2 separate regions of the Anser cygnoides genome follow, and region 1 is linked to region 2. A link is a contact called in public Hi-C data. All regions are on one chromosome and are shown on one strand. Each heading gives the region's core, a stretch centred on a gene start, on an enhancer-like site or on the middle of the called end of the contact. The rest is flanking DNA. Distances are from core to core; before and after follow the strand shown. Region 1 holds the start of RASSF8 (Ras association domain family member 8). Region 2 overlaps RASSF8 (Ras association domain family member 8).

Region 1 (3,414 bases), core at 783-3,282, 76 kb after region 2:
ATTCGATGGCAGAAGCAGGAACAGGACCCATGATCCTCAGCTCTCAGCACTGTACTTGAGCAGCTCCATCTCCTGCTTTCCAGCTAATGCGTTCCTTTCCAAAGCTTCCCTCAAAAGGGTTTAAAAAGTAATGCTAATCATCTTAATTTGTCTCTTTGGAATTATTGGTGGTGTTTCCAGACACAGGCCATGGTACAGTTTTAAGAGAAAACTTCTTGTTAACGTTACTTGTTAGTTTTCTCCCCATCTATTTTCCCTGATCCCAGAGATTTTAATCTTTTTCTTTCCTAGAAATGAAAATTAACAACCACAGTCAAATTCTGTTAGGTTTGTGGTGGTGGGAAGGACGGAGAGTTTATCTTAGCTCTTACAGTTGGTCCTAAAGAGCATGCAGCTGAACACTACAAATGACAAGCAGTTATTTCTACTCCCTCACAGCAAAAAAAAAATAACCATTGAATATGCAATGAATTGCTAAGACACAAAAGGTAATACTTCTGGTTCAACATCCAGCCTATTTTCTAATTAGATATTAAACAAAGTTCAATATGAAATTGTATTTCCTCCTGTCCTTAGAGAAAGGGGAGAGAGTTGGACTTACTTTGCAATTTAACCTTATGGTCTTTAGGAATGACATCTATCAGGGGAGGTAACAACACAATCCAGGGCTACACTCTTTGAATCTGACCTAAGGAGTTCACATTATTGATAAATTATTTCTCTACCATCAGGCTTCACTTTTACAGCACAACACAATCAGAACACTACCCAGCACAATTAATTGAGAGCACCAAAGCCCTTAAACAGGTGTCTTGGTAAAATCATCAGGCAACTGATTGACTTACTCTGCACAGCACATCCTTCATCTGAATGCGTGATGCTGGGGATGAGACAGAAGCTTGTGAAGTCCAAGCCAGACTTCAAAAGCCACACCACAGAGCTTTCTGATGCGGGTGTAGGTAGTTTCCAGCTATTCTGCTAATGGGGCAAGCTCTGACACAACTGCAATTTTCGGATGTAACGCATGACAGGTGTCATTCCAGAGGGGACACAGAAATCCATAACCTTCCCCCCTTCGTATTCTCCCCAGCAATGAAGCCCACAAGCCACAGACCCGCACCCCACACCTCTGGCACATGAAACCACCATCCCACCGACAGGCACACGGGTTGGCACACACTAGGCTACTACAAGAGCCCAAAACGGATCCAGGACCAGACCTCCACACCCATGCTGCCGGGCAGCACGAACCGAGGACCAGAGCCCATTTCCATACCCTGTGGAGCTGGTGCCTCTTGACTGTCCCGCTGCTTAAGCTTTCCTCATCACTGCTCTCCCCAAAAACAAATAAATATACATATCTCATGCATTCCCTGCTAGCAAAACAGCTTTTCTTTTAATCTTTTTCTCACTGGGGGAGAGAAAGGGGAAAGGAGGGGTTGGGACAGGAATAAAAGAGATTAATCATGAAACAAACCGGCACTGTCTGGAGAGGAAGGGGGGGGGTGGGGGGGGTGGGGAGACCAAAACTAGTCCACGTCGCAAACAAACAAAACAAAAAAAAAAAAAGGAAAGAGGGGAAATTCCCCCGCTGGGGACAGCGAGTGAGGAGGATGAGAAGTCCTGCGAAGGCTTCCCCGAGCACGAAGAGCTGCCCAACTCCGCTCGCAAGGGCGCCGAGCAGCACCCTCGATGGAGGGAAAGACGGAGACCAAACGCCGGGGCAGGGAAAGGGAATGGAGGAGCGCGGGGGCAGGAAAGAGCAAGGCAGGCGTGAGGGGGAAAGAGGAAAACAGAGCCGAGGGGAGCCGGGGAGCGGGCAGTCAGGACTCCCCCGCCGCGCACTCACCGCTCTGCCGCCGGGCGCCCGTCCCGCAGCGGCTCCGGGCAGCGCCAACGGCCCCAACGGCCGCGGCCCCGCCTCTGCCCCGCGGGGAAACGGGGCGGGGGGACCGCGGGCTCGGCTCCGCCTGGCCCCGCCGAGGGCGGCTGCGGTGGGGGTGTGCGCGGCCGCCCCCGCCTCCTTCCTGCCTCTGCCCCGCTCCCCTTCAGCGGGGGAGCCATGTAACGGAACTGGGACGCCAGCGCGGCATTGTGGGAGCTCTTAAAGCCGCAGCCGCACGCCCACCGCCGGCCGCGAGGCACCGGGGACGGGACGGGGACTAGCAGCGGGTCCCTGGGTTGTCAGCGGCGGTTCCCCCGGGGCGGCTGGACCCCCCTGAAGCGAGCCCTGGAGGAAGAGGAGGAAGGATAGGAGACCCCCAGCTGGGACCTGGCACTGGGTTCTGTTGCTCCCTCTCCTTCCTTTTTTTTAAATTTTTTTTCCCTCTCCCTGACTTTTCCTTATTGTTTCTGGGAGGAGTGAGAATGCCTTCGTCGCTTGTTTTTAACTGAAATGTGGAAAGCCGGCAGTCAGTGTTTGCTGTTGTTTCCTGCGCTGGGTTTTTGATGATGGAAAATTCCCTGGGGGAAAAAAAACAAACAAAAAAAAAAAACTCAGGGCAGCAAAGAATCTTGAGCAAGAGGCTATTTTGGCTGAAAGTTTTGAATAAGAACTTTTAATCAGTTTTGTGATTGTACAGCTTGGAATAGGAAGATGACTGTTTCAAAGGCGAAAAGAAAAAAAAAAAAGAACTTGAGAGCTGTGATTCACAGGCATTTACTGCTGTCTACGAATGTTTGCGCTGGGTCTGCTCTCAGCTGCCTGCAGTGGTGACGCCTGGCTCTTCGTGGGGCTGATGGCCTTCCCAAAACAGCCCCTGGACCATGTCCAGAGGCCAAGAGACACTGATGGTTTGGGAAGGAGCCTCTCCAAGAGAACTCCTTTGGCCGTTCGTCTTACCACCATGTTAACAACGTTCCACACCTTTCCTCATGGCTCAGAAGCACAGCTTCTGAGCGTGGCACACTTCGATCAAAATGCAAGCACAGAAGTATCTGCGAGATTTGGGCTTGGGGATGTTTCTACAAATATTTCTAGTTGGTATGGACGTTGTGTTGCGATCACATCATAACCATACCGCTGAGCGTATTTTTCATAAGCACGCCTGGCAAGGCAAAGTTCCAGAAAAAGAGTTTTCTGGAGACAGGGACATCACTTTTAGGTGTGACCTGCACCTAGGCCTTTTCATTCTCTTTTTAGACAGGAGGAGGTGTTAAGCAGTCTGTGTGAAAGGCTTTAAGCACACAAAATGAGGTATGGTTAGGAAGAAATTACAAATATTTGTGCATAGAATCATAGAATATCACAAGTTGGGCATCTGTCAGGGAACATGTGATCTACATGGTCAGCTACATACACACCTTAAGAAAAACAAAACACTAGAGGGATACCTCTAGAAATGGTGTTGGTGACCAGTTTTCCAGTAGTCTACAGGATGAGATTTGTTTGCGCTACGCGTTTTTCACCATTAC
Region 2 (3,223 bases), core at 243-2,742:
CCTGTAAGATAGCAGCTGTTTTAACTCTACATCCATCTACTATCCAGATGCTGCTTTTGGACTGTACTTTTTAATTCATCATTTTTGGTGGCAGAAATATCCAACAACAATCAGAAGTTTAGCTTCAGAAAAGGCTACGGTGGCACCAGTTTCCCTGAAACTTAACAATATAATGCACTGATCTGCCAAGAGCTGGGGCCTAAATTCTCAAGTTATCTAACCCTAAATCAACAGGGGTTTGAAGACAAATGCTTTTAAAGGAGTTTGGCCAAGAGCACTATGGTCCTGTTCAGCACCCAGCAGTACAACCATCCCTTGGCTAGCACTGAATGTGCTATTGTTCATGCAGGAGATGATATTTTTCTGAGCTGTGGAACAGCCCAGACTCATCAGCGTAACAGCGCTACACTGAGATAATGAGCACTCCCTCACAGCAGGGCAAAGGGACCAGATGCATTGCCATGGATGCGGCTGTGTTGCCCTCAGCTACTTTGGCTGATATTAGCTCTGGTATTTTGCTATCACGCTCTACTGCATGGTGAAGATACGCTCTGAATGATTTCTCAGAGGTCACCGGGCAGCCAGTGAATGGCAGCAAGCTCAGGCTGTAACTGATGGGAAAGGAACCTAGCCTGCATGTAAATAAGGAGAGGTTGTGTGTGATAGGTAAAATTAAAATTGACTGTTCTTCAAAGCAATCTGAAATGCAATTTGAAAACGGGAGCAACTTTTTCTTCCTTTTACGTAAGTTCACCACGGAAAGTTTCTTATGCGTTCTTTCGTCAACTTGAAATCTATGCTAGAAAAAATCATTATAATCAGGTTTTTGACTTTTGTTTAGCCATAGATAAAAAGGTCGTTCTTACCTGTAACCGTTTGGTAGCTTGGCCCAGAGATCTTTCTACAGCTTTGATGCCGTTTTCCAACCGTAAACTTTGCTGGCCCTGAATATCAATTTCACCTTTCACCTTCTCAATCTTTTCTTTGACCTCTTCTTCATTCACTTGGGATTCTTGAACTTCCCGATGCAACTTCTCTGCTTCGAGGCCACTCTCCATATTATGGATCTGCGACACGTAGTCCTTCAGCTTGCTCTCGCATTCCAGGATCCTCTGCCTCATCTCCTGGAGCTGCTCCTTCAGTTGCTTCTCATTCTCTTGCTCGATCTGCAGCTCGTTTTCCCAGAACTCTTCCTCCTCGATCTCTACTTCATTTCTTTTGATCTTCTGCTCTAGCTTGAGGATTTCTTCCTCCAGACTGGAGTTGTACTTCTGCTCCCAGTACCGGATCTCCGCCTCGTTGGACTCCAGCTGCTTCTCAATGCACTGCAGTTTCTCTGTCTGGAGGTGAATCAGTTTCTTCAGCTCTTCTGCTGTCGTCTTGCAGTTGTTGAGCACCTTCTGCTTGAACTCGGACTCTTTACTTTTACCGAAGATGTCCATTAGCCCCTTCGCCCCACCAGTGAAGGTCAAGGACTTCCTTTTTGGCTCCCTCCGCTTCATGGCTTTGTCATTTGGGGGCCGCAGCTTGGCCAGGGGTGGCAGGCTCTGCCGGTACAAAGTCCTCTCAGGGACGCGAGCCACACTGTCCGAGGTGGGCCTCTCACTCAGGGAGGGCCCGGTGCGGCGCAGGATCAGCTGCACGTCGCTGGCATACTGCCCCCACTTGTTGAGCGACACCACGGGGTTCTCGTGGGGCGCCAGGTGCCGCTCGGTGTCCCGCCACTTCTCGATCAGCGCGTAGCGCCCGGTGCGCCCTGAAGGGACAAGGACAAGGACAGCCGTCACCGACCGCGCCGCCGCCAGGGGGGGCCGCCGCGCCGGGCAGGGCCCGCCGACGGCCCCGTCGGCGGCTCCGGGTGGCCTTTCCCCGGCACGGCCCGCGGGGCGCCCCCACAGACCGACGGACGGACCCACACCGCGGGGTCTCCGTCGTGAGGGCGAAAGCCCCGCCGTCGGGGGCAAAAAGGTGCCGAAAATCGACTGGTTTTAAAGCACGCGTTATCCCAGCGGATTTTGGAACGCTTCTGCAGTTACCATTAGCCTTAAAAACAGCGTTTGCTATTTTAATGCCGTACATATATCCATTGCCACAACAGACCATCATTTAAATGGTAATTTACGTCAGCACATAAATGCTTGAAATGCCAGTCATTTGTGCAACTATGAGGTGGGGGAGTTGGAATAAATGTAATTATCCATCTGATGTGTTTTCTTTACTTTCTCCACCTGCCTAGCCAGTGCACTTTCCCCCAAGGAACAAAAATATCCCCAGTCTTAGGCTGAAAGTCTGCCTCTGGCCTCCAACCACAACACTCGCACAGACTCCCCACCTCAAATTTGCAGGAGGCAAGCTCTGCTGTGCCAATTACCAAGTGGTGTAGCCCCCTAAAATCTGCTAGCATCAGACCAGCCTTAGAAAGAGCTCCCCAGGAGAATGGGTAGTTTGCTGGAAATGGTTCCTCTGATCTCACTTTCTCACAATTAGTTCATGATGAAGACAACAACAAAAATCGGCTTGACAGGCACAATCTAGAAAGCAGATTGCTTTGGCTGGTGGATCACACCAGCAATAGTTAGCTGGCCAAATAAGAGACCAAAGCATCCACATTCACTTCCAAGTCAGGAGTGAAAGCTCAAAGAAGATGCAAAGATTTAACTAATTGAAGTCAGCAAAATAGGGCAAGCAGCATGGAAACTGCATTCCGCCTCCCCTAATGCCTTATAAATAAACGACTTGAGGTAAGCACTGGGGAAAAATAAAAGTCTATCGATAAACATACTACTGTGCTTAGCCCACATTTTCAGAAACAGATTTAAAAGTTTATTGTCATGAAGTACTTCAAAACCAAGTTTATTATGCCAAGATACAAAGTCAGATTTTATTTATTTATTTGTTTGTTTCACCAACCCACAATATTGCTCATTGATCCACGAAAATTTATAGTTTGTAGTAAGCATCAGTGTTATTATAGGAAAATAAACCTAGTGCTATTTGCCACAGCGTACTAACAATAAAACCCCGAGGAAGAAAAATGAAGTAAAAGCATGCTACAGATCCTAGGACAAAGGTTGTATTTTCCACTCTATTCTGTTAATCTTAAAAGCTTTCAGCTTTCATCTTGTAATCATGGTAATGCTACTAATGTTCTTGTTGTGTCAGAAACAGCCAGGTTCAAAGAAGTCTTAAAATTGTAATTAGAGTACCACTAGGGGAGTGGTCA

Evidence for each region. Hi-C and Micro-C count contacts between places; a contact is called where the count stands out from the background.
Region 1: a Hi-C map of liver shows a contact between it and region 2, with 1.8 times the contacts expected there. The contact joins the promoter of RASSF8 here to the enhancer-like site in region 2. A contact is called at or near these places in 3 of 7 Hi-C or Micro-C datasets (granulosa cells and liver).

Annotation. Positions count from the first base shown.
Region 1 is chr1:77,073,847-77,077,260 of Taihu_goose_T2T_genome, forward strand. It overlaps RASSF8 (Ras association domain family member 8), which reads right to left and starts at 2,033. Exons shown (of 6, transcript XM_067000502.1): 1 at 1,850-2,033.
Region 2 is chr1:76,998,614-77,001,836 of Taihu_goose_T2T_genome, forward strand. RASSF8 (Ras association domain family member 8) reads right to left here. Exons shown (of 6, transcript XM_067000502.1): 4 at 867-1,756. Among named protein-coding and RNA genes, the nearest start is that of BHLHE41, 28 kb to the left of the region's middle. Within about 2 kb of position 1,493, at least 1 of the 3 cell types and tissues checked has open chromatin away from gene starts, as enhancers often do. A contact at or near this core is called in liver, where this site is marked.